Linked DNA regions of Cricetulus griseus: region 1 is linked to region 2. A link is a contact called in public Micro-C data. All regions are on one chromosome and are shown on one strand. The core of a region is the stretch at or near the end of the contact, and the rest is flanking DNA. Distances in the headings are between cores, read along the strand shown. Region 1 has its middle 13 kb from the start of Tex44. Region 2 holds the start of Ncl (nucleolin).

Region 1 (3,602 bases), core at 1,028-3,527, 56 kb after region 2:
ACATGGAAGCAGAATGTTGTATACATAATAAATAAATAAAAAATAAAATCTTTTTTTTTAAAGTGCTTAAAACAGGACTTAGTGTATGCCAAGAACTAGCATAATGCTTGCTGTTGTCAGTGGATATATTTTATTTTTTAAAATTTATTTATTTTATCATATATACATATATGATATATACATATATAATATGTATATATATGTATATATACATATATAATATTGTTTTAATTTGAGCCGTTTCTTAGACTTCTCTATCAATTTTATCCTTTAGGAGGCTCTGATCTTTCTATTCCTCTCTTAGGCTTTTCCTCATTTTGACCCTTTGTGAGCTCAATTCCAGTGAAGGTGCACTGCCTGGGAATTTCTCTCTGGGTGTGACACTGAAACCTGTGGCCTCAAGGCCAACATCTGGCTACAAAACCCCATGAGCTGTTTCCGCATCTCCTCACGCTAAACTCTCGCTAAACATCACTTACTCTTTGCATTCCTGTCCTCCAGTCATTTCCTGCCAGTCGTTAGGCTTGAAGTCTTAAAAAATTATTTTACTCTTATCGGCATCCTCAACATAGATAAAATCGTATTTTCTGGTCTATTATGCACAATTTGGCAATTTGTTGGACACCATCTCTTCCGTTATGTGGGTGTGTATCATTTTGTCTCCCTGGTCACACACAGATATCTGTTCTCTGCTGTGAGTTAAATTGCTGAGTCCCCATAAGTATAAGCTAAAAACCTAAAGCTCAGGTACCGACTGTCTGGGGCTAGGATCTTTGAACAGATAACTAAGGCAAAATGAGGTCAGTTGAAATTGAGTTCAGAGGAATCCTTTAAAACACAAGCTTAGGAAACTGACACTAATGAAGATTCAGAGAGAAGGCAGTGGGCTGCCCAGCCAAGGACTGGGAGGAAAGCGATCCTGCTCACGCCTCAGAACTGTGAGGCGATTCTGTTGTGACAAGCACCTCTCAAGGCACCCTGTCTTCCTCAGTCACCACCCCTGCCCACTGAGCCCCTGATGTTGTCAGTCTCCTGGACACACCAGAGGTCCAGCGGGTAGCTTCTCTCTGCATGCTGCATTTGCCGGCCATCTGTCTACATGCGCTGTGAATCCCCACCACAGCCCTGCCAGCCTGCAGGCCCCAGTGCTCTAAGGAAAGCAGTCTCTACCCCACACCCTTTACTTCTACCCACACTTCCTAAAAGAAGTCCCACAAAGACCCTCCCCACCCCCGCACCCCACCTCTCCACTCATATCCAGGTCATCCTGACCCTGGGCCCTGGGCCTCTCCGGCCCAACCCTTCCAGTGGCCTCCAACGGCTAGTCCTCCATCAGTTTCCACACAAAGAACAGTGTTTTTATATCCCAGCCCTTGTGATTCGATTGCCTTGGTTCAACTCCTCCCCACCCTCAGCATCCCTCAGCCACCAGGTCCTGTTGCTGAGGTCTCAGACCAGCTCTAGAGTCGTCCCCCATCCAAGCCTTGGCACCACAGGGCCCTTTCTTCCCTAAAGGGCCCCGGTTTTGTTTTCCAAAAGCTGAGAGACTTAGGAGAACCTGGGGGGTTCTCTGAGGAAGTGAAAGGAGAGGGCAGAGACTAACCAAAGTGGGTGAGCGCCCCCTCCCACCCCGTTAGAAACCAGAAAGGAGAGCCAGGCAGGCGGAGAGGGAGGGAGAGAAGCAGATGGGGAGGCCACAGGCAGAGGACCCGTTCCCTGTCACCTGCTCTTTGTGAGAAGAGCCCTAGAGAGGAAGGCCTGGTTCCTTAGGGCAGCATCACAGGAGCCCAGAGTCCCAAGGACTTTGGGGACAGCTGGTCCTTGGGAAACCCTTAGAAAGACAGGGAGTCTGAGGACCAGCACTGCCCACTTGGTCTTAACACCAGAGGATGGGCAGAGGGCGGAGTGGGCTGATAACTCCCGGCTAGGTTAGCATTAGGAAGGTGTTCTGGGACAACAGGCACGCACCTATCCCCTCCCTCGGAGGGACAGGGAAGAGCCTCCTTGAGCAGGATCCAGGACAGTCACAGAGATTTGCCTGGAGGTGGAGTTAGGGATATAAGCACCTACTGAGTAGACCAAGAAAGGTCATGGGGTGAAAGCAGTACTTTCAACAGACTCCCCAAAGAGAACAAAATTAAATGGGTCACCAAATTAAGGGACTTAATCTACATTGGCCGATATCAACCATCTGACCACCTTTGTCTCTCTTCCGGTACCCTCAAGGAACCTAAGGGCAAACCGAGTCCCGTGTGACTTCACCACATCCTGGTCTCCAACATGACTCACCAGGAAAGTCCCAGGAACCAAGACCCCACAATGGCCCAACAGAGTCTAGAGGAAGTGTCCTAGAAGCAGAAAGGGCACCTATCCTTGAGCTGGAAGGAAGGGAGCCACCTCAATGCTCCATCGCAGGATTGGGGGGCAGTTTGCTAGAGTAGCCCTTATTAGGAAAGTCCCAAGGGCTTCCTGCCTGCAGCACCTCCCCCACCGGGGGCTTCTTCCCTAATCTCTAACGTGTTATCCTCATTCTCTTGTCCAGGAGCCTGTCCTAAGTACCATCTCTCTGACTCCCATCCCTCCTCCTCCTCCTCCTCCTGCTCCTCCACCCTAGACTTGGCTGTGCTCACAGGCCATCCACAGCCCAGGACTCTGCTTGCTGTGATGGAGGGATGACAGCCCACCGATGACACCTGTACCTAGCTGTGCTCTAGACTGGTGGTGGTGACTGTGGGGGGTGGGAGGGACAAAGGATAACATCCCCACTACATTCTTAACTACTGTCAGCAGGAAGAGAGGCCACCCCCAAGCCCCAGCTGTCACTGCAGTGTCAGGGAACACGGGCCTCAAGTGCCTTCCTGCTTCTAAGGCAGAGTGCCAGCTGTCAATCTTGAGTTTCATTGGTGCAGTCACTACTGGTGGCAAAACAGGCTGCTGGACCCACTCCCGGTCAGTGAGGCTGGGGTGGTATCTGGGAATCTTCATTTCCAACAGCTTCCCAGGTGATGCTGGCTCAGTGGAGGACCACACTGAGAACAACTGGTGCAGACCCTTCTGCTAACTTGTCTCCCAAGCCCAAGTCTGCCCCCTGCTGGCAAGTGGCCTTTTAGTTCAAATTCAGGCTTTCCGGGCTGAATTTTATCTCAGGTGGAAAATGAACGTCTCTCAATGTTTTCTTAGAGATTAAGACAGATTATTTGAGGGAAAAAAATCCTTGAGACAACGTCTCACTATGTAGCCCTGTGTTGCCTGAAACTCAGTATGTAAGCAGGCTGTCCTAAAATTCAGAGGTTGCCCTGCCTCTGTCTCTCAAGTGCTGGGATTAATGGTGGGCAACACCATGCCCATGAGATAATTAGTAAATGATTTACCTCAGTTGTGAGCACATAGTAAGACTGGAAAGTTAGGTCTGGCAATGGTGGCGCACACCCTTAGTCCCATGCACTGGGGAAGCAGAGGCAGGCAGATCTAAGTGAGTTCGAGGCAACCATCGTCTAAAGAGAGTTCCAGGACAGGCTCCAAAGCTAAACAGAGGAACCCTTTCTCAAAAAAAAAAAAAAAAAAAAAAAAAAAAAAAAGACTTAAATGGTTCTTTGATAATT
Region 2 (3,104 bases), core at 248-2,747:
AGATCCGCCTGCCTCTGCCTCCTGAATGCTGGAATCAAAGGCGTGCACCACAACCGCCCGGCTTTAGAATACTTTTATTAACACACATTCTATTTCTACATCTTTTTTTTTCTTTTTGGTTTTTGAGACAGGGTTTCTTGTGTAGCCTTGGCTGTCCCCGAACTCCCTCTGTAGACCAGGCTGGCTTTGAACTCACTAAAACTGCCTGCCTTCTACGTCCCTCTTGCTGGAATTAAAGGGAGGGCACCGCTGCCCTATTAGCTGTATACCTCTTCTCCACTGCTGTCATCTTCTTCATCTTCGGACATTTCTTCGTCTTCACTATCTTCTTCCACCTCTTTTGGAGGAGGAGCCATTTTCTTAGAATCGCCGTGGGTTTTGCCGGCCTACACAAGTGCACACAAAATCATGTCGATACCCTATTTGTAAGCCATTTTGCGTTTCGCCATTATCTTCTTTCTTAATGCCCACTGTCTATATTGTTAAAGGCCCTAAGCACAGGTGACATCATTGGCATTATTATATGTGGCAATCTTTCCTGAGAATCACCTATATAACTTGTCTTTCCCTTCCAGAGACAACTGAAGACAATCTACTAGTCATTCATTGCCCTTTGAATTTCACTCTAAATCATCTGCCGGGGCAGGGGTATCTATTTGGGTAGCCCCTTCTGGAGAGGAGCACGTCTTTCACAGAACCACTTCCGACGTCGCCACTCTGGAGGCGGGCCACGTGGAGGTACCACGCAGGCCACCACGCGCTCCCTCAGGTGTCCACCACGTGCTGGCCTGCCCGTCACGGACAGGCGCTGGGGATCGCCGGGGAACCCACCTAGCTCAGTCCCGCTGTCCCCCTCCCCGGTACCCCGCGACTCCCCGAGCCCGAGACGGGCAACACACGCAGAGCGCCAAAACCCACGTGGCGGGCCGCGCACCGGAGCACGTGCGCCAGGAGGCGGGGCCACGCCGGCGCCGGCCCACGAGTTGGGTCCCATCTCCCCTCGGCGGGCCTGTCGCCCCTTCTCCCCTCGCGGCGGCTCCGATCTCACCGCCCTACACACACACACACACACGCGCGCGCGCGCGCTCACACACACACACACCTCCCGGGACCCGCCTCGGCTCTCCCCCACCACCAAGTCAGGGGCCAAACACCGCGAGACCTCCCGCTAGTCGCGCGAGACTTTCCCCAGCATGGCGCCCTCGAACGCGCCCGGGATTGCGCGCAGGCCCTCCTCCCCTGAGCGACGCGCGCGCGCGCGCCCCTCAGAAAGCAGGCCCAGGCGTCCGTCCGCGTCGGCGCGCGCGAGGCCTCTCACCTTTGCGAGTTTCACCATGGTGGCGGGTTGCGACGACGGCGCGTGCGGCGAAGGGCGCAGCTCGGGAGAGCCTCGGGGAACCCACGCGAGCTGGGCGGCAGCGACGGGCACGGTGGACTCTGGAGCACGTACGAGCGACTGCCAGCTACAGCTAGCGTCTGAGGCAAAAGACTGAGCCTGCCCAGTAATCGCCTCTGGAAAGGCGACGACGGCGTCCTCGTGACCCCTCCTCCACCAACCAGAGCGCGCGTCCGTCCCCCTGGCCAACCGCGAGCCTTCAACCCAGGACGGCGTGGGGGCGGGGCTACGGCGTGGGGGCGGGTCCGCCGGGGGCGGGGCCTGACGGCAGCGCCCTGGGGGCGGGCCTAGCTCTACGCAAGGCGGACGTTGACTGGCTGGTGTGCGCGTCTTCTCGGCGAGCCCTAGCGGCTCGCCTTCGCCGCGCCTGCGCGGTGCAACGCGCCCGTTTGGCGCGGCTTGTGGAAGGGGCTCGGGGATGGCGGCGTGGCCCGGACGCCTCCTAGTGCTCGACTGCTACCTGGAGCTCCGGGCTCGCGTGGCCGGGGGGGTGGGGGGTGGTGGGTGGCCCGAGCATCCCCCGCGCTGCGGAAGCTGCGCCCCACCGTGGACTCCGCGGCGGCCTCAAGTGCTCGCCGCGCGTTCCCGCTGAGGAGCCGGAGAGCGCCGGAAGTTGAGGGCCTAGAGCCCACTGGGGCCAGCTCGCGGCCCTCGGCCTGCCCTCGGCAGAGCCGAGAACATCCCGGGGCTCTAGTGTTGCGCCGCGGGCCGCTGTTCTCCTGAGAGACAGCTCCCAATAAAGGCAGTTGCGTGCGTGTGTGCGCGCCTGTGTGCAGTGCTCAAACAGCTCGCTTAATGTCCAACCTCGCGCGGTAGATTTAACTCCTGATGGGGACGGTCTCGGAGAGGTGACTTCCTGGTGTGTGCTGGAGGAGTTTTTTGCCGGCCTGTGGCCACTCACGGTTTCCCTCAATGGCCTGAAGGACAGAGTTGCCGTGAGTGGATTAGACCTGTGTGTGGGACTTTGGGTTCCAGGCGTGGCATACTGGAGCCCTTCTAGGGTACCTCCTGGGCATCTAAAACCTAATTTTCTGCATAGTCAGGGTTCCGCCAACTGATGATATTGGTTGATAGATCACCTGTGGAGATTTTGTCGGGGATGTTGAGACAGGGCCTAACTATTTGCTCTTGCTGTCCTGGAGCTCACTGTGTAGACCAGGCTAGCCTCGACCTGCCTGCCTCACGCGTGTAGAGATTAATGCGTGCGCCACCACGCCTTGGCCCATCTCGGAAGATTTTAGTGCAAACAGGATGTGTTGGGTCCCACGTTTTCTATCTGAACACGGGTCTTTGGAGACAAGTAGAAATAGTTAATGCGTGATGCTTGTTACTAAGTCCTTCGCAACGCGGTGGAGGACACAGCTCCACGAAAATGCTCTATGGTCAGGGCATGAGGTGGGAACCAGTGCAGTGATGTGGAGGCTTTGTCTTTATAGAGACAGTGACAAGGGTCACACCTTGAGATGGACCCCAAGAGAGACTCCTGGGTAGAGGGACAGGAAAAATGATTGGTGTGAGCCAAGACCCTGGGTATTTCCAAGCAGAGGAGGCTAAAGGCACTTGGGAGGAGACAGGTGAGCTGTGAGATGACACAGATGGATCTCAGCAACACTGGCATGACTTCTCTTTTTCGATCCGATCTACCTGTATGGGGCCTTCCTCAGACCTCTGGTGTAAAGTGCCACTAGGAGACTCACTCTTGGACCCT

Evidence for each region. A called contact is a pair of places that touch in the nucleus more often than the background predicts.
Region 1: a Micro-C map of the CHO-K1 cell line shows a contact between it and region 2, with 2.6 times the contacts expected there. The contact joins the enhancer-like site here to the promoter of Ncl in region 2. A contact is called at or near these places in 5 of 8 Hi-C or Micro-C datasets (the CHK-Q cell line, the CHL-YN cell line, the CHO-K1 cell line and 2 more).

Annotation. Positions count from the first base shown.
Region 1 is chr2:438,083,509-438,087,110 of CriGri-PICRH-1.0, forward strand. No RefSeq gene overlaps it. Among named protein-coding and RNA genes, the nearest start is that of Tex44, 13 kb to the right of the region's middle. Within about 2 kb of position 2,278, at least 1 of the 6 cell types and tissues checked has open chromatin away from gene starts, as enhancers often do. A contact at or near this core is called in the CHO-K1 cell line, where this site is marked.
Region 2 is chr2:438,028,712-438,031,815 of CriGri-PICRH-1.0, forward strand. Ncl (nucleolin) reads right to left here and starts at 1,498. Exons shown (of 14, transcript XM_027397448.2): 1 at 1,319-1,498; 2 at 270-386. The coding sequence starts at 1,336.